6 separate regions of the Mus musculus genome follow, and all the other regions are linked to region 2. The links are chromatin contacts, called in public HiCAR-type and HiChIP or PLAC-seq maps. All regions are on one chromosome and are shown on one strand. Each heading gives the region's core, a stretch centred on a gene start, on an enhancer-like site or on the middle of the called end of the contact. The rest is flanking DNA. Distances are from core to core; before and after follow the strand shown.

Evidence for each region. HiCAR-type assays count read pairs that join an accessible place to other places. HiChIP or PLAC-seq counts read pairs in DNA pulled down with a chosen protein or histone mark.
Region 1: a contact with region 2 is called in a HiCAR-type map of fibro-adipogenic progenitors, with 11 times the contacts expected there. The contact joins two enhancer-like sites. A contact is called at or near these places in 2 of 115 datasets of contacts at active chromatin or transcription factors (embryonic fibroblasts and fibro-adipogenic progenitors).
Region 3: a HiCAR-type map of fibro-adipogenic progenitors shows a contact between it and region 2, with 9 times the contacts expected there. The contact joins the promoter of Cpq here to the enhancer-like site in region 2. A contact is called at or near these places in 4 of 39 promoter capture datasets (the 3T3-L1 cell line, embryonic stem cells, hippocampal neurons and 1 more), 1 of 115 datasets of contacts at active chromatin or transcription factors (fibro-adipogenic progenitors) and 2 of 9 other capture datasets (adipose tissue and embryonic stem cells).
Region 4: a contact with region 2 is called in a HiCAR-type map of fibro-adipogenic progenitors, with 8 times the contacts expected there. The contact joins two enhancer-like sites. A contact is called at or near these places in 1 of 15 datasets of contacts at CTCF or cohesin (the NIH/3T3 cell line) and 3 of 115 datasets of contacts at active chromatin or transcription factors (embryonic fibroblasts, embryonic stem cells and fibro-adipogenic progenitors).
Region 5: a HiCAR-type map of fibro-adipogenic progenitors shows a contact between it and region 2, with 4 times the contacts expected there. The contact joins two enhancer-like sites. A contact is called at or near these places in 2 of 484 Hi-C or Micro-C datasets (the C2C12 cell line and adipose-derived mesenchymal stem cells) and 1 of 115 datasets of contacts at active chromatin or transcription factors (fibro-adipogenic progenitors).
Region 6: a contact with region 2 is called in an H3K27ac HiChIP or PLAC-seq map of embryonic fibroblasts, with 27 times the contacts expected there. The contact joins two enhancer-like sites.

The regions. Positions count from the first base shown.
Region 1 is chr15:33,195,579-33,198,384 of GRCm38.p6, forward strand. All of the region lies in intron 1 of Cpq (carboxypeptidase Q), which reads left to right. Among named protein-coding and RNA genes, the nearest start is that of Cpq, 110 kb to the left of the region's middle. Within about 2 kb of position 1,258, at least 39 of the 459 cell types and tissues checked have an H3K27ac peak or open chromatin away from gene starts, as enhancers often do. A contact at or near this core is called in embryonic fibroblasts and fibro-adipogenic progenitors, where this site is marked.
Region 2 is chr15:33,905,853-33,908,776 of GRCm38.p6, forward strand. No RefSeq gene overlaps it. Among named protein-coding and RNA genes, the nearest start is that of Gm41290, 130 kb to the right of the region's middle. Within about 2 kb of position 1,474, at least 67 of the 459 cell types and tissues checked have an H3K27ac peak or open chromatin away from gene starts, as enhancers often do. A contact at or near this core is called in the C2C12 cell line, embryonic fibroblasts and fibro-adipogenic progenitors, where this site is marked.
Region 3 is chr15:33,081,816-33,084,624 of GRCm38.p6, forward strand. It overlaps Cpq (carboxypeptidase Q), which reads left to right and starts at 1,314. Exons shown (of 8, transcript NM_176073.4): 1 at 1,314-1,507.
Region 4 is chr15:32,942,936-32,945,827 of GRCm38.p6, forward strand. The region is part of intron 1 of Sdc2 (syndecan 2); the gene reads left to right. Among named protein-coding and RNA genes, the nearest start is that of Sdc2, 24 kb to the left of the region's middle. Within about 2 kb of position 1,251, at least 42 of the 459 cell types and tissues checked have an H3K27ac peak or open chromatin away from gene starts, as enhancers often do. A contact at or near this core is called in fibro-adipogenic progenitors, where this site is marked.
Region 5 is chr15:33,329,244-33,332,273 of GRCm38.p6, forward strand. The region is part of intron 4 of Cpq (carboxypeptidase Q); the gene reads left to right. Among named protein-coding and RNA genes, the nearest start is that of Cpq, 250 kb to the left of the region's middle. Within about 2 kb of position 1,263, at least 20 of the 459 cell types and tissues checked have an H3K27ac peak or open chromatin away from gene starts, as enhancers often do. A contact at or near this core is called in the C2C12 cell line and fibro-adipogenic progenitors, where this site is marked.
Region 6 is chr15:32,999,278-33,002,261 of GRCm38.p6, forward strand. The region is part of intron 1 of Sdc2 (syndecan 2); the gene reads left to right. Among named protein-coding and RNA genes, the nearest start is that of Gm32764, 69 kb to the right of the region's middle. Within about 2 kb of position 1,309, at least 33 of the 459 cell types and tissues checked have an H3K27ac peak or open chromatin away from gene starts, as enhancers often do. A contact at or near this core is called in embryonic fibroblasts, where this site is marked.

The DNA of each region.
Region 1 (2,806 bases), core at 8-2,507, 710 kb before region 2:
GGTCTCTGGTGCATTCTGGGGGGTCCCCCCAACCTCCTATTTCCTGAGATTGCTAGTTTACATTCTTTTTGCTGGCCCTCAGAGCTTCAGTCCTTGTCCCTCACCCAATACCAGATCAGGTTCCCCTCCCACCTTCTCCCCCTGCCCACTTTTCCTCCCAAGTCCCTCCCTCCCTCTCCAATTGTGATTGCTTTCTTCACTGTATCTTGTGTATTCTGTTTTTTTTTTCTCTAATATCCACTTATTAGTGAGTACATACCATGCATGTCCTTTTAGGGTCTGAGTTACCTCACTCAGGATGATATTTTCTAGTTCCATCCATTTGCCTGAAAAAGTCAGGATGTCCTCGTATTCCATTGGGAACAAAATCTTCACTAATTCCAGACCTGATAGAGTGCTAATGTCTAAAATATATAAAGAACTCAAGAAGTTAATCACTAAAAAACCAAACAACCCAATCAAAAATGGGTTATAGAACTAAACAGAGAGTTCACAATTGAGGAATCTCAAATGGCTGAGAACCACTTAAAGAAATGTTCAAAGTCCTTAGTTATCAGAGAAATACAAATCAAAATGACCCTGAGATTCCACCCTACACCAGTCAGAATGGCTAAGATCAAAACCTCAGGTGACAACACATGTTGGAGAGGATGTGGAGAAAGGAACACTTCTCCATTGCTGGTGGGATTGCAAACTGGTACAAGCACTCTCAAAATCAATCTGAAGGTTACTCAGAAAATTGGAAATTGATCTACCTCAAGACCCAACTATACCACTCTTGGGAATATACCTCACAGATGCCCCACCATGCCACAGGAACAAGTGTTCCACTGTATTCATAGTGGCCTTGTTTGTGATAGCCAGAAGTTGGAAACAACCTAGATGTCCGACAACAGAAGAATGGATACAGAAAATGTAAAATGTCTTCTTTAAGAAAAATTTGCATTTTCTCTGTGTGAACATGCCCTACAAGGAATTCCTGCTCTTGGCTAGTGCACATTTTCCACAAAGGAAGCTGTGCCGAAAACTCCATAGCATGCTTGGTGTTCTTGCTTCCAGTCTGTTTCTTTTGTTCACATTCTGGGCTGTTCTCTCTTCCTGAGAAAACTCAGTTTTCCAGGCTGGATCACCTTCTCATGTTGCAAATCCACCTAACCTCCAGACATCTCCCCCCTCGCCCCCCTTTCTTTTTACACAGCTGTCACAACAAACTTCTCCTCATCTGCTACTAAGTGTATCAGACACTGTTGTGTGGGCTGCAAGTTGCTGACTCATTACCTGGGGGCTTTCCAATAGAATCAGATGTTATCCAAAACATCTCATCTGTTTCAGAGGCTACAATTTCCTGCATTCTCTGGAGGGAAATCAAACGCATTGCATTTAGGAAACAGAGTGATCCCTCACAGATTTCATAGACCTCCAGGCAATTATGGGGTGATTATACTAAAGCTAGTGTTTCCTCACCTCATTCCCCATAACAATGAGTTGAATAACCGACTCTGGATTTTTCATCTTTACAGTGAAAGATATCAGGGAAATAAATCACAGACAAGTATGTGCTCCACCGGGTCTATGCTTCTTTCCTGTCTTCCAGCCAAGCCATTTTTTTCGACTCTCCCCAAAGGCAGCCAGTCTCCCCTCATCTACTTCTGCAGTCTCTACCTGGGATCGAAGATCCATCTTTATCATCCTTTAAATTATATATGCTTTGTCACCGGATATGTGCTTGTCTCTGTAAAACTTACCCTTTGAACAGATAAATTGCTGGTGAAGAAAAATCACCTTCAGCTGGGCTTTCAGCTGCTTTCCAGTTCTCTGCCCCAAACCCCTACCTGCCACCCCCTACTGCTGGGCTGGGAGGAATTTTTGCTCACACCATGGTCTTTGTCTTGCACTCCAAATTTGTCTCTGTGTCTCTCCAGTATTTTTTTTTTTTTTTACTTTTTTTCAGCTACCATTTTAATTTTCTGCTACCAGACATCTTCTATATCCCCAGTGTCCTCCATTCCTAGAAAGCTTGTGTTATGAATGTTCTGTCTTCTCCATGTAATTTTACTGCCTGGGCACTGATGTAATGCAACAATGGTTTTATTGTACATTGACTAAGCATTTTGAATAATTGTTTTAGATCTATTACTGTGAATCTATTTAGCTTAACACTTTTCTTTTGCAGCCTTTGATTAATGTATGACCACAGGGAAAGAGGGATAAGCACATTCATTCCCCCTGACATCACTGAGAAGTACTTTCTCCTATAGCCACAGATGCTCAGCACTCCCTGAAGAAGGAGGGAGCACACTGTGGAAACAAATCTGTGTGCTCTCAAGCCAGTGTTTGCCAATGGTGCTATGTGGCAGCTTCATAGCAGAGAGCAAATGGTAGGATTTAGGGAAAAGTATAATTGAACATCAGATTTTAAAACAGATTGGCGAATTTTTGGTAGCAGCATATAGCTAGGTGGTATTTTCTTTTTAAGTTCATGAAACTTATCAGCTGTTTAGTGAAGTAGTATTTTCACATATGTCTGTTTGACAGGTTTAATAGCAAATCTCGCAATAAATGACTTGCTGAGCAGGCCTCCTAGGCTCGGGCTGATATAAGAACTGGGTGTTCAGGAAATTTCATTGGGAGGTTTTCTGCCTCTGTGTTTTTGAGATGGATAAATCAATTGAAACAAAAAGGCAGACACCAGTGGATATTGCTACTATCTCTGCTAGTGTTCCTTAGAACTTATTTGCCAGTTTGGGGGAAGCAAGCATACTATTTATCCATAGCAATCCATGAAGACAGCAGCTCACAGTAACCT
Region 2 (2,924 bases), core at 224-2,723:
CACCAACCCACCCACCCCTGCTTCCTGGCCCAGGCATTCCCCAACACTGGGGCATCGAGCCTTCTTAGGACAAAGGGCCTCTCCTCCCACTGATGACCACCTAGGCCATCCTCAGCTGCATATGCAGCTGGAGCCATAAGTCCCTCTTTGGTTAGTGGATTCGTCCCTGGGAGCTGTGCGGGAACTGGCTAATTCATATTGTTGTTCCTTCTATGGGGCTGCAAACCCCTTCAGCTCCTTGGGTCCTTTCTCTAGCTCCTTCACTGGGGATCCTGTGCTCAGTCCAATGGATGGCTGTGAGCATCCACCTCTGTATGTGTGAGGCACTAGCAGAGCCTCTCAGGAGACACCTATATCAGGCTTCTGTCAGCAAGCACTTGTTGGCATCCACAACAGTGTCTGGGTTTGGTGACTGTAAATGGGATGGATCCCCAGGTAAGTCAGTCTTTAGATGGTCATTTCTTCAGTCTCCACTCAATACTTTGTCTCTGTAACTTCTTTCATGGGTGTTTTGTTCCCTGCTTCTAAGATGAATAGAAGTATCCACACTATGTTCTTCCTTCTTCTTGAGTTTCATGTGGTTTGTGAATTGTATCTTGGGTATTCTGAGCTTCTGGGCTTCTGGGCTTCTGGGCTAATATATCCACTTATCAGAGCTGTCTCTGACTCTTTTGCATGCTTTGGGCCCTTTTTGTCCTACTGGGTTGCCTTGTCCAGCCTTAATACATGGGGAGAGTCTAGTCTTACCGAAACTTAACATGACATATTTAGTTGCAATCCATAAGAGGCTTGCCCTTTTCTGAAGAGAAATGGAAAAGGAGTGGATGAAGGTAGGCAGAAGGGAGGTGACATGGATGAACTAAGAGAAGAGGGGGGAACTGTGGTGTGTGTGTGTGTGTGTGTGAACAACAATGACAAATGAAAAACCCTTGGAACAGTCCATACAAAACAAGGCACCCTGGGAGTTAGGGGGTGGATAACTCAACTAGTGGCAGAGAACAGGAAAGGGGAGAAGGTTAGAAGAGCATGTAGGAGAGAAAAAACAGCAAGTAAGAAGCAGGCTGAATCAGTAAACCACGGTCAGTTCCGTGAACAGCTGTGGGTGTGGTATGGGTTTTACATTTTTCTTTAATGATTTTTCCTTGCATTCAGCTTTCAGTATTATGTTTTCTTCCTCTACTGAGCTCAGACTTTCCATAACACACTAGTCAGTTGCATAACGTTCTTTAAAAGATTAATAATATAAATGTCCATTCTCCTTTTCAGTATTTTTGATCCCCCTGAAAGAGGGTGTCCAGCTGCAGGGAGTCCTTCATCTTTGATGCTCAGCTCTGACTCACTCCTGAGTCAGGCTCAGGCCCCACAACCTTTCCCTTGGGATTCAGAAACCAAGAAATAATCAGCTGGTAACCCAGGAGCCAACAGCAGCTGTGAGGTGGAGAGCCACATCTCCCACTCCGTGGGCTGCTTTTAGGTTAGTCATCCAGCTCAGATGCTTTGAAGGAGACATGAGAAGAATGCTGCTAATAAGAGAGGCAGGAAGTGAGGCACGGTGAGAATCCCACAGGCTTAGTTTGTTATCCTGGGAAGAGCTCACATGCCTGGAGATGGTGACTGTGCAAGCCACAGGGACAACTTAACATTCTTTAGTCTTTGGGTCAAACTGATTGCCATTTAACAGATATTTACAAAATTAGGATTAAATTCTCTACCTCATCTTCTGCTAAAAGTCAACCAGAATGCTCTAATATCAGTAACAAGAACCTAAACTCTCTCCACACATCCTATTTTCATTTACAGCCTTATGGACATCTATATTTTATTAAATGCCTCACATTCATCTTTGCATTGTGCCTTTGGTGAGTTTGTACTAGAGATATCTTCCTGTTCACCTCATCTATTCTTTTATCTAAGTTTACTCATCCATCAATATCCAATTCACACTTACCTTATTTTGTTCATCTAGTAGATGCTGATTAAGTACCAATTATAAAGAACACTGTCTAACTTTCAACCATGTCCTTAGGGCAAAGAAATGTCAGTTGTTAAATACAACCCTCAACTTTCTTTCACAAAAAAATCTCTTTGTTCTCCCAACTATAGTCTATTCCTGGGTACCAATATGTTCTAATTAAAGCCAAAATGATTTCCAGTATAATAAAGAATTTGGATGAAGCTCATCCCAATCCTAGAAGCAACCTATAGACTCTAAATTTCACAAGCAACAGTAGTGACTTTGTTACTTGGGATAGGCTCCAGGATTGTAGTTTGTAGCAGTAAAGAAACCCATGTGAGTGCTTCTATACCTTTGATGACAAGGTATTTTGGAACTGGGAATAGCCAGATGAAAGGTCATCACCTCAGTAGGGATTCGGTGTCCAGGTCTGAAGAGAGGAATGGTTAAATATTCAGTTCAGTCAGGAGTTGATCCTGTGCAACAGCATCCAGATCTGATCCTGTGCCACAGTACTACATACCCAAATACCACTGGAAAAGAGCTGGCCTCCCAAGAGTGTGGACATGCCTATGAACACAGGTAAGACCATCACTTCTGCTCTGACAGACCCGTCGGGTAGCCTTCAGGACATAGGAACCAAGGAGCAGCCTGGGACAGGATAGTTCCAGTTCCTGTCTATGGCCAGAACTGACCCTGTGCCACAGCTCTTCATATACAAATTCTTCCCAGAGAGAACTGGTCTCCTAAAAGTACAGATACAACATACAGGCTTGCAGGAGAAACAAGTCACAGTCAGAGACAGCAAGACCAGCTAGCACCAGAGATAACCAGATGGTGACAGGCAAGGACAAGAACATAAGCAACAGAAACCAAGGCTAATTGTCATCATCAGAACCCAGTTCTCCACCACAGAAAGTCCTGCATAACCAAACACACCAGAAAAATTAGACTCTGGTTTAAAATCACA
Region 3 (2,809 bases), core at 64-2,563, 820 kb before region 2:
TTGGAAATAATCCAACCTATTCTTCATCAAAGATAGTTTCAGAGAAATGTAAATCATTGGGACTAGATATGACTCCCCAGGGACCATTTGTGGAAAGGCCAGCTAGGACCATGTTGAAAAGACCCTTGAATACCTCACAGAAGTGATATTTTGTGAAAGGCAACGCGACTAGTCAAAGTTTAGAGGGATTGTTATATTGTACATAGGTGAAAGGACTCAAAATGATTTTCTTTGTATATGCTTAATTTTTTCTTTCCTGTTTTTTAAGTATGTGAGTTTTCTTTTTCTTAGCATCTACCTATGTAGCCCAGGTTAGCCTGAAACTCAAAATATCCCTGCCTCTATTTTCTGTGTTTTGAGATAACACATACATGGATCAGCATGCCTAAGTTTTTCCTTGGTTTTGTGTGTGTGTATGTCTGTGTGTGTGTGTGTGTTTTAAGAGGAGAGACAGGAACTGGAAAGTATTTTACAAAGATAACTTTGATAAGAGTCTGGCTAAGTAAAGAAATTTGGACTTATCAAAACATAAAACATTAAAAACATGTGCACATGTTGCAGTTTGGACTTTATGCAGGTCCCCAAACTACTGAAGTCATGCAGTGACTTGATGTGTCAGGGTATACTGGTTCACAAGGGGGTCCTTCCTTTTCTCAGAGGAGAAGGGGGCAGAGGATAAAACAGGGGCTGTGGGAAGGGGGAGCTGAAAGCAGAGGGGCTACTGTGATCAGGATGTAAAGTGAATGAATGAATAGATAGATAGATAGATAGATAGATAGACAGATAGATAAATGGGCCAAAAATATGCGCACATGTACTACAAGAGTAGTATAGCATTGCTCTTTCCCTGATACAATGCCTAGACTGAAAATGACTTTCTGATCTCCTAGTTTTAGATCATGACCCCTGCCTTCATGATCACCTCCTTTCTTACAGTCTTTCAACTATTAAGGAAGGGAGAAAATAACCTGGTGCTTCATTTTGTTTTTGAGACAGGGTCTCATTTATTCTGTAGCCCTTGCTAAGCCTCAAAGTCCTGGGCCATCTTCCCGCATATCCATCCTCCCTAGCTACTGGGTGATTGATAACATGAACAAAATAACTGTTGAGTTGCTTTTGTTGGGAAGGAGTTTGACGGTTCCAACAAAGTCTCTTGAAGCCAGGCCTTGGGGACCCTACTTGCCTTAAGTCAGGCTCAAGGAGACCTTTCAGGGTCGGGTCCAGCCAGCCACAGTCTCAGTTAAAGCCCAGGCCTCGGGCCTGGCTGACGGTTGCACCTTTGTCTCCGCCCACCGGCCAGGGAGGGCTCCACAGCTGTCCTGGCACACAAAGAAGCCAGGCCTGCAGACTACTGGGGCTCCGGGCTGTTCCTGAGGCCTCTGGAGGCCCGCCCTGTGGCTCCAGTGCGCTCTGAGGACCTTCCTGGTCCCGCCCCCGAACGTGCCTGTGGTCTGCAGGCCTCACCGGGTGTTGTGGCCGCTGCTGCTCCGCAGAGCCTCGTGATCAGGTGAGTGCCCCCCAGGCTGTGGGTGACCAGCTGCTCCCCAGAGGCGGGAGGGTGGGCTGAGGTCAGCCGGCCTGGCTGCCAGAGAGCTTCCTGATCGGGCTGGAGTGCCCTTGCATAGGACGAGACTGCCTGCAGTTACACTGAAACCCAGAGGCAGAGACCAAAATTGCTGGTGCCTGTCTCTTCTTCAAGGTCTCTTGCACCGTCCCTGGACTGCCTAGGAGCTTCCTTCAAGGCCCTATCTGGAATTTTCCCTAGTCAACTGACTTGCAAGAGGCTTTACCAGGACGGGGTGGGAGAGCTTTGGTGGTTTCTTTCACTTTCTACCTAGTTCTGTTCTTTCATTTCTGATATGAAAGGCCCCATTTTCGAGTTGTCAGCGTCTGACTTGTCATACATAGTCGTACTCAATATCCAATAATTGACTGTGAAGTAGAACTGAATGAATGAAGTGGACAAATGCGTAGGAAATGCAGCAGAATGAGCAAAATATATGAATGGCACAGTGAATATGAAATGGAGACATCAGACACACAGGCTTTCGCCTCTGTTTTCTCAGAGTTAAGTGTTTTGCAATCTCTGTGGTTAATCAAGAGGAGTTTGATTCTTTGTAGTTGTTAGTTACTAGACTCCTGCACCTTATTATCTCCATTGGTTGGATTAAATATATTTTGCCTAAAACAAAATAACCTGAACTCTTGCTTGCTTGTGCTTTATTCTCCCCACTTTTGGTTTGAGCCAGCGTTGTTACCAAAATATATAATGTATTTACAAGGTACAAAGGTACATCTCAAAGCAGAACCATGTCGCTGACTTGTATTTAAATCCAGACACTTCTCATGAATCTAAGACTGGACAATGTCTATTTTCCTTAGACAAGGGTTGGTTTAGTTGCAGGTGAATGAAGAAAACAAAATATGTCACAGTGAGGAAAGTAATTTGTGTGCATGACACATAAAGAGTGCTTTAATACAGTTGATCACTGCTGTAGTTTTGCTTCCTAGACCCCAAGTTCCACAACCCCCCCCCCCCATAAAACCAAAATCAATGACTTTGAATTGTCACTTGATCTCTTTAGATTTTAACTTCATTATGTGTGTGTGTATGTACATGTGTGTATGGACCTGTGGTTAACACAGGTATCTTCCTCAAAGGTTTTATTCTTTAAATTTTGGAGACAGCACATCTCAGTGGACCTGGGGGTCCAGTGAATCTGCTAGATCAGTTGGCCAGTGAGCTCCAGGAATCCTCTTGTCTCCACCCTGCTAGTGCTGGGGTCACAGACATGTGCCGGTGCATATT
Region 4 (2,892 bases), core at 1-2,500, 960 kb before region 2:
CTGGAATTTATTTAATATGGATTCTTAAGTCTCAAGGCGCTTCTCAAAAGATTTCAAAATTCTATGTATTCATTAGTGTGAACGTCTAACAAAGAATGTGCAATTGAAAAGGGCTGAAGCTTCAGATGAAGAGGTGGCTCAGCCATTAAGAGTGTGCATGTCTTCTCTGAGCTTGGCTCTCCACACTCACAACAGCTCTCACAGCTACCTGTAATTCCCACTCTAGAACCTATGCACGGGTAGCACACATTCACACAGGTGCATGCATATAAAGAAAACGTAATAAAAATAAATACTTAAAATGTAATTTGTATAGAGATCTGGGAACTCTTCAAATATTTACAACTAAATAAGAATCTAATTCCATTGAATCATTAAAGATAACACTTTTGCTTCAGGAGTCTCGGTCACCAAATTGTCTAAATTTATGCTTAACATGGAAAAATATTTTAAAATCATAATGGAGTTTGAATTGTTTGTATGCTAGAAGCAGTAATATAATATTAACTATACGAACAAACACGTAGTCTCTCATGAGTTATGCTGGCCCCTAATTTGACAAATTTAGTACATAGTTGTTACCTAGAACTGACTGGTTCTCAAGCAAACTTTTATTTTCTCGAGAGACTTCCTGGCACACGGTGAGTTGTGCTAATTATAGTTGATCTAAGAATCCAGCCAAGAAAACTTTGTAATGATGACCTTATTTTTAAAATGCATCCTGCAAATCCTTCTCCCAAACCTACAAGAAGAAAACATTTTCGCTAAAGCTAAGTTGTTAGTTATATTTCCAAGAGAACAAAACCAAATCATTTTTATTCTTGCGTACCATGGGATTGGATTGGAGAGGCATTACAGTGTCAGGGGGACATTCCATTGGGGTTAGGAAGTAGTGTCTGAGCTATATATTTAGTGGTGACTTTGGATGCTTCACTCACCTTTAATGTTGTGTAGAATACTGCCTGTCCATGTGAACACAGGCACAGTAAGAGGTCTGTTAACAGACGTTCACATCCACGGCTCTCTAGGTACCTTTCCCACCCCCACATCATTTATATATGATATTTAGTGTATGGACCCCAACCAGACTTCTGTTTGAAGTCCTTGAATCTGGAGAGGCAGCTTGATAAAGCAAAACAGAAATCTGTTGGCATTTTGAGAGTGGAGTTCACAGAGGATGTTGTTTGCAGTGTCCTGAAAACATACAGGCCAGCAGCTGGAGCAGGCCTGGTGACAGGCAATCTCACTTCCAGAGAACAAGGAGGGCTGAGCAGTCCTCTAAGGATTAGCTCCAGCTCAGCAGCTGCTGTCTGAGTCTGATTATGCACATCCGGCTCTAAGAGACCTGCATTAACCCTCAGCCCCTGGGAACTTCAGGGCTGTTTTTTTTTTTGTTTTTTTTTTTTTGTTTTTTTTTTTTTTTTTAAAACAAAAGACTCTTCCAGGGACAACCAAGGACTAAAGCCCAGAAAATGTAGAGGATAAAAGAAGGTGGCTCTTTGGGAGACTGAATTTGAAGTAGCCTTGAGCCAAAGCTGAAGAAGACCTGGCAAATAGTATTTGTCTTTGCAGACCTGGTGGCGGACATTGGGGGAAAGGACTGGACCAGGAGGGCTTGAGCAGCTGAGGAGGACAGAGGCTCAGAGAAGTTAAGTTACCAGCTTAGTCATTTTTCCACTGCTATGAAGAGAGACAGTATAGTATGACCATGGCAACTTAGAGAAGAACGCATTTAATGGGCACTTAAAGTTTCAGAGGATGAGTCTGTGACCATCATAGTGGGGAGCATAGGAACAGGCAGGAACACATGGCACAGGATAGTAGCTGAGAACTTAACATTTTTTTTCCCACATGCTTGAGGCAAAGAGAGTGTGCAAATTGGGAATAACACAAGCTATTGAAATCTCAAAGCCCAGCCCCCATGGCACTCCTCCTTCAACAAGGACACATTCCCAGTCCTTCCCAAATAGTTTCACTCACTGGGGACCAAGCATTCAAATATATGAGCCTATGGAGTCCATTTTAATTCAACTACCACAGAGAAAAATCATGTTTTCCCATTCCCCAGTTAGAGCTGAAGTACCACATGTCTGAAGTTGTTATCTTTACCTTGAGATAATCATTCATGCTTTTGAAAACTGACCTTAGAGAAGAAACACTGGAGAAAGCATTATGGAAGCTGGAGACATGGTTAAGAATACATACTGCTCTTGCAGAAGACCTGAGTTCAGTTCCCAGCAGCTACATTTCTGGACTCACAATCTCCTGTAACTCTAGCACCCAGAGATTTAATGTCTCCTGCCTCCAAGGGCATCTGCACACATGTGCGCATTCCCATATATAGTTAAAATAACAAAAACATATTTTTGGAACATAAGAAAAGCACAGGGCCTGGAAACATGGCTCAATAGTAACATCAGCTATTCTTCCAAAGGATTCAGGTTCCCAGCATCCACATAGCTACTCACAACTGGCCACTCAATCTCTAGTTTCAGAAGATCCAGTGCCCTCTGCTGTCCTCCGTGGACACTAGGCATGCCTGTAGTACGTAGATATATATGCAGACAAAATACACACATATATAAAACACTTTTTTAAAAAGTGCATCGGGGAATTATATGGCAATCACTGTGTCCAGCTTGTTGGGATATATTTCTTTCAAGCAGCATTTTGCCAGTGTGTAAATGACTAGTGGATAGACCACTGCAGTCAATTCTGTGTATGATATTTAAAGGCAGAGCAGATACTGGGAAGGAAAGTAGAAGCTAAGAAAGCTTCATGGAGAATGAGCCTTCTTTAATGAAATGGATTCCTTTGTTCAACTCCAGCGGTATGAGGCCCAGCGCTGCACTCTGGGAGAATTAGGTGTTTGAGAATGACAGTGTGTTGCTG
Region 5 (3,030 bases), core at 13-2,512, 580 kb before region 2:
CATTCTTTGATATATTACGTTATTGATAACAGAATTTTGTTAATTCTCTGCCTTGGGGTGTTCTAAATGTGAACAAGAATTTTCTGCTACAATTCATTTTTCAGTAGTAGTGATATTGCCTGAGATTGGCACATATCAGACACTGGTGAAAAGATGGAGACAATCAAGGACAGCAGCAGACTGAAACAAGTGAACTTAGGCATAGAGTTTACACTGCTTTAGAGTGACTGTCCCATCATGTCCTGATAAGACAGAAGCCTGCCTGAAGTGAGATGAAGAATCTGTAGGCAAATTTCAAGGCTGAGAAATTGTTTAGAAGTCTCGCATTATCAGAGACAAAAATATCCATGAAGAGGTTAAAGTCAGGAAGCAGATTTTCTTAAAAGCTAGTTGATATTTCTATTGCTAGTAGACAAACTCTATTACTATTGCCCTTTTGGCTACACACACTGATAACCTTCCACCATGAAATGGAAGAGAAGTTTTGCTTCATTTTGTATTACAATTAAGTAACCCTTATGCTCTTCAGGATGTCTGGCCTTTTGTCCATATTCTTGGAGAATTCTAGAATTTTCCTCCCCCCCACCTCTGCCCGACACCCAGTACCATCCTAGTGTGATTCCAGTGAATCTCCAGTGCCTTCCCAACTGCTCTTCTTGATGGTGAATATTACATCTTGGATTTCATGCTCTGCCACTTGTGATGACTGCTCATAATAAAGTCAAGATATGACCAGCAATTTTAAAAAGGTTGGAATCTTCCCAGGATGTACAATGTATCTTCAACAAAGGGACAGCTGTGATGAGAACGAGGGGGCCTTAATACCTCTTTTTCCATGGATATAAAACTTTGTTATGGTAAACTAACCCTGTGATATCATATAAACTGCTGGCATTCTCGATTGTTTTAATGGCCACTCCTTATTGCCTAATGCTAAGCATTACCATCTGTTCCATTCTTAATTATAAATGCAGCAGTAATTCACAATTACATCAGCAACAGTGGGAATAAAATGGATCTCGAGGCCTGTGCTTGCCACAAGGCAGCCCTCCTTTGATTCTTTACTTCCACTGGAGGCACTTGTTAAAGAGGAGAATTTCTTGTCCTTTTCTCAGTATACTACTATCTAAGGATCATGAACATTTCTCTTAGTGAGATGGAGAATTGTGACTATTTTCTGTCTTCAGAGCTAGGGAGTGTGGGCAGTTCTTTCTCACACTACTGGGAGCAAATGATGTGATCATCCTGCTGTTATTGGCCAGTGTTTTTGTGAAAAGAGAGATTGTTGTAATAGCCAAATGCAATGAGTCACATCAATCCCCCAGAGAAGGGATGGGAGTGGACATCTTAGGAGCTTTGGTCATTATCCTGCCTTGTCAATGGAAAATAAAGGAACATTTGTGGAGAGGGATCATGTAGAAATGGAAGACATAGTCACTTTAGATTACTTAGGCTTTTTTAAAGTGGAAAAGTTCATTAAGTTATAGGATTTATCAAATTACCACTCTTTCAAACTGTCTCTTTCAAAACACAATCACTCTCTTTCCCTTTTACAGTGCTTGATCAAGTTGCTCATGGCACTGGAAGTCAGCAGAACAGGGTAGCATATAGGACATGACTGAAAGATAAAGCAACAACAGTATCTATCATTTAATAACTGTGGTTGAGACATTTGTAGTTTTTACTGCATCATGTGTGTGGGATTGTGTACATGTGTGTTTTTATGTGTCTGTCTATATGTATGTATGTATGTATGTATGTATGTATGTATGTCTCTTTGTTCATGTGTTTGTGCACATACATGCCACAATGCACACTTGGAGGTCAGACACAGCTTACTGAACTCATTTTTCTTCTATGACCATGTGGACCCTACCAACAAAAATCAGGTCATCAGACTTGGTTGAATGACCTGCTGAACCATCTTGCTAAGTCACAAACTGTTTTAGGATAAGGTAACCAAAGCATTTTTGTTTGTTTGTTTGGTTGGTTGTTTGTTTGGTTGGTTTTTTGTTTGATTTTTTTTTAACTTATTTCAATATTTCTTTAATTTGTGTGAATTTAGTCTCTGTTTTTGTTGTTGTTGTTTTAAACTTATTTCAATATTTCTTTAATTTGCATACATTTAGTCCCCTGGGTAAGTAAAATAACAGAGCATGAGGCTGCAGGTTGGCAATGAGAAGAGTTAAAGAAACAAAACAGAATAAAACATATCAGACAATATCTACGGCTCTTCTGTCCACATGAGAATGAGTAGCTCATGAATGAAGAGACCTCCCTGTTTTGGTGCCAAAGTTCAGTTCCAAGCCAGTAAGGCTTAGGCTGGTGCATGTTCTTAGTGAAGATCCAAGAACTCAAAATTTGGCAAAAAGAGAGAAGCCTGAGTCTCTTTCTACCATTACCCTTCTCCATATGGGAAGCTTCTTCTGCATTCAGCTGGCCTCTAGGCTTCTATTCATTTCCAGTGTGCTTTGGTTATTCCTCATGATAGCAACATCACAGTGGCTTCCCTCACGTCTTGCCTCTCCTGTGTAAGGTCCTCTCCCCTGCTGTCAGGCTGTCACTGAGCTGCCTTCAACTATGATATAGTAAACAAGCTCCTGAAAACCAGTCCTTTTCAACAGTAAAACTAAATATTTCCATCTTGGAAGCCTTATGTAGGAAAGCACGTAAAAATGTTAAATGTAAGCATTAACATTCAGAGGTTTTCTCATGTGGCCTGCTACTATTTCCTTTGCCATTGCTTTTTGCAAAGTCTGTGGATACTTTATAGAACCCAGGCTTACAAAACAGCCCAGAAGCAGCCCTGTTCTGATGAGAGAAATATGGGCAAAAGAGTCAGCTAGCCCAGAGCATAAGTCCAGGTTTGACAGTGTGACTACTGGACATCAAATGTATTCTCCAAGTCACACTTGGCCTATCTAAGAAGTGACCATCACAGTACTCAGTGCTGGTGGACACTGTAAGGATTAATGCAGCTGCTGTCTGCACAGTCCTCAATGACAGAATGGCAAAGTGCCTAGCCTCACA
Region 6 (2,984 bases), core at 59-2,558, 910 kb before region 2:
ATGCTTTCTTTAGTGTGATTCTTAATTTTTTAAATAAAGAACCTAATTTTATCATTTGTCACCTCTTTTATACCTGATTCATCCTCTATAACCCAACAGCATAGGCTTATGTAATCTTACAAAGAGAATGTCAGGGTATCTTTATAGACAGATCTAGTTCTGGTGGAGGCAGTTCAGAAAGAGGCAGGCAGATTCCCATGGAGTTAAGTTTTGCAGACTTTGGCCAGCATGTCAATATGCATAACTATGAGTGTTCGTTGTTGGTGGAAATAATATTACTGTCCATAAATATATTGTTCTTCTAATTTCACAAGATAATGAATGTGCTTTTCAGGTATTCACAAATCATAACACAACAGAATTGCAGCCATCCCACATCCCCCCTCTCTCTTATCTGCTAATTTTTATTTATTTAATTATTGAGAAGTCCATGTATACAGTATGTCTTGATTAACCACTTCCTCCCCTTTAACTTCTGCCATTATCCCTCACTACTTCTCCTAACTTCACATGTTTCCCTCGCCCACCCCCATCCCCAGCTTGGAAGCTTCATAAAAGCCAAGGCAATTTCTCAAGGGTCAGAGCCTCTCTTAGAATTGGTTAGATAGCACAGTACTCTTTTTACAGCAGCAATAGATTGCTGTACTTACCTTACTTCTGACTCACTTCTAGCTCAGCTTCCTACAACACCATCTGTCACTGCTGCAGGCCTGAGAGTTCTGGTTCATGCCCAGCATTGGCTGCAGCATCTACCTGCTCTTTAAAGTCAAAGTCATTCCCATTTTTCTGTCTCATAGGTTTTCCATGGCGCTCTGTCAGCCCTCATTTGAGTGGAGAATACATATGGACCTAGGAATGTAGGTATTGAAAAATTCCTTAGAGTGAACTATTAAATTCAAACCAGAGCTAGTTGGCTCCCTGTGCTTAGCTTAGAATCTTATCTATAATGATAGTTTTCACAGAATATTGATGAAAGAGAAATAAACACCAAATATGTTTCCCATCCCCATCTCCTGCCAAACTCTACTAAGAAAGAACATCTCATTACTTTAGTTAGAATTTATTAATACTGACCTTCTCCAAACTTGGATCATTCAGGTTTAGCTTACAATGCTTCTATTTTACTGTAGTCAAAGCTATGGTCATATGGATATAAAAATAAACACTGGAATATGCTAGCTCAGGAGGGTGAAAGGCAATAATACCTATAATAACATAGCTGCAAACATCCTGCTTTTCTCTGCTATTCCTAAAAAGGAATCAGGCACACAGCAGAGGACATATGGAAGCAATGGGCATTTTCCTTTAATGTGTCATACGTATTCCTCATAACCCACTCACCATCCTTGGCGCCTTACTGTGCATTGCTTTGGAGATCCCTGTTCTTGTTGCCAACAAATTTAATTCACCACAAAGGGCGCTTCCCTTCTTCCCTGACTTAGGAATCTGAAGCCACCACTACAAACAGAAGTGTGGCTTGCAAGTGTGTTCTGTTCATGTTTTTCTTTCCTCTCTTGGTCAGATTTTCTGCTGTGGTTGTTACCAAGGAAGAAAACTCTTATTTTGTTTAGGATGAGCAATAAAGCAACTGGTCTTAGGATTTCTTTGTGTGTTTGTTTGTGATGTTGGGTATGGAATCCAGGACCTTACACATGCTAAGCAAGTGGTCTTCTGAAGAGCTATTTCCTTGGCCCCAGAAAGGTACTTTTTAAAAGCAGATATATTAATTGAGATTTGCAATGCAGAGGTTTTAAATTTTAGAAGTTCAGAAGGGCAACAAGTGAAAATTGTCTCTAGGTAGAATATTTTGCTTTTAGTAAGCTTTTCCCTGTAACTATTACAAAGCAAGAGTTGTGTCAAGAATTTAGGTGCAAAGATTTGGGTGTCATACTTCCTTGCTTTCTACTGTGTTCTTCACCATGAAATGTAGACTGTGAAAACTAAGGGATTATTGTCCTAGTTTTGTTGAATAATATACCAGAAATGTGGTTGTCAGCAGATGAACACATACTCAATAGTATGTTTGATTGGGGTTACTCATTGTCACCAAATTCTATATTCAAGAGACATGAGACTGGGAAACAGATACCTTGTTTGTGTATTCCAATGCATGGTAGTAGAGGAAAGTGGCTTCATTTGTTAAATAAGCATGAAAGATTGTCTGGACACACAAATCTGATTTGTTACTTTAAATTTATCTAACAAGCAAGTTATTGAGGCAGGAACTATTATGTAGAATCAATAAACAACACAGTGGTGAACCAAATAGTTTTGTAGTGTTGTATGTACCAGCATCCATGCATTGCGACACCTTTTCTGAAAGCACTGAATCATACATTCTAGTTAGTGTTCAGGGACCAAATAACACCATGGCAAAGTGTTTTGGCTTAGGTAAAGGGTGTGTGTGTGTGTGTGTGTGTGTGTGTGTGTGTGTGTGTGTTAAAGCCCAATCTTATGTGAGAATTTTGGTTTGGGAAATCTTTATTGTTGTTGTTGTTGTTTTGTTTTTGTTTTTTCATTCATTTTTTTTAATTAGGTATTTTCTTTATTTACATTTCCAATGCTAACCCAGAAGTCCCCCATACCATCCCACCAATGCCCTACCTACCCACTACCACTTCTTGACCCTGCTGTTTCCCTGTACTGAGGCATATAAAGTTTGCAAGACCAATGGGCCTCTCTTTCCAATGATGGCAGACTAGGCCATCTTCTTATACATAGGCAGCTAGAAACACGAGCTCTGGGAGGGGTACTGGTTAGTTCATATTGTTGTTCCACCTATAAGGTTGTAGACCCCTTTAGCTCTTTGGGTACTTTCTCTAGCTCCTCCATTGGAGGCCCTGTGATCCATCCAATAGCTGACTGTGAGCATCCATATCTGTGTTTGCTAGGCCCAGGTATGGCTTCACAAGAGACAGATATATGTGGGTCCTTTCAGCAAAATCTTGCTAGTGTATGCAATGGTGTCAGCATTTGGAGGCTGA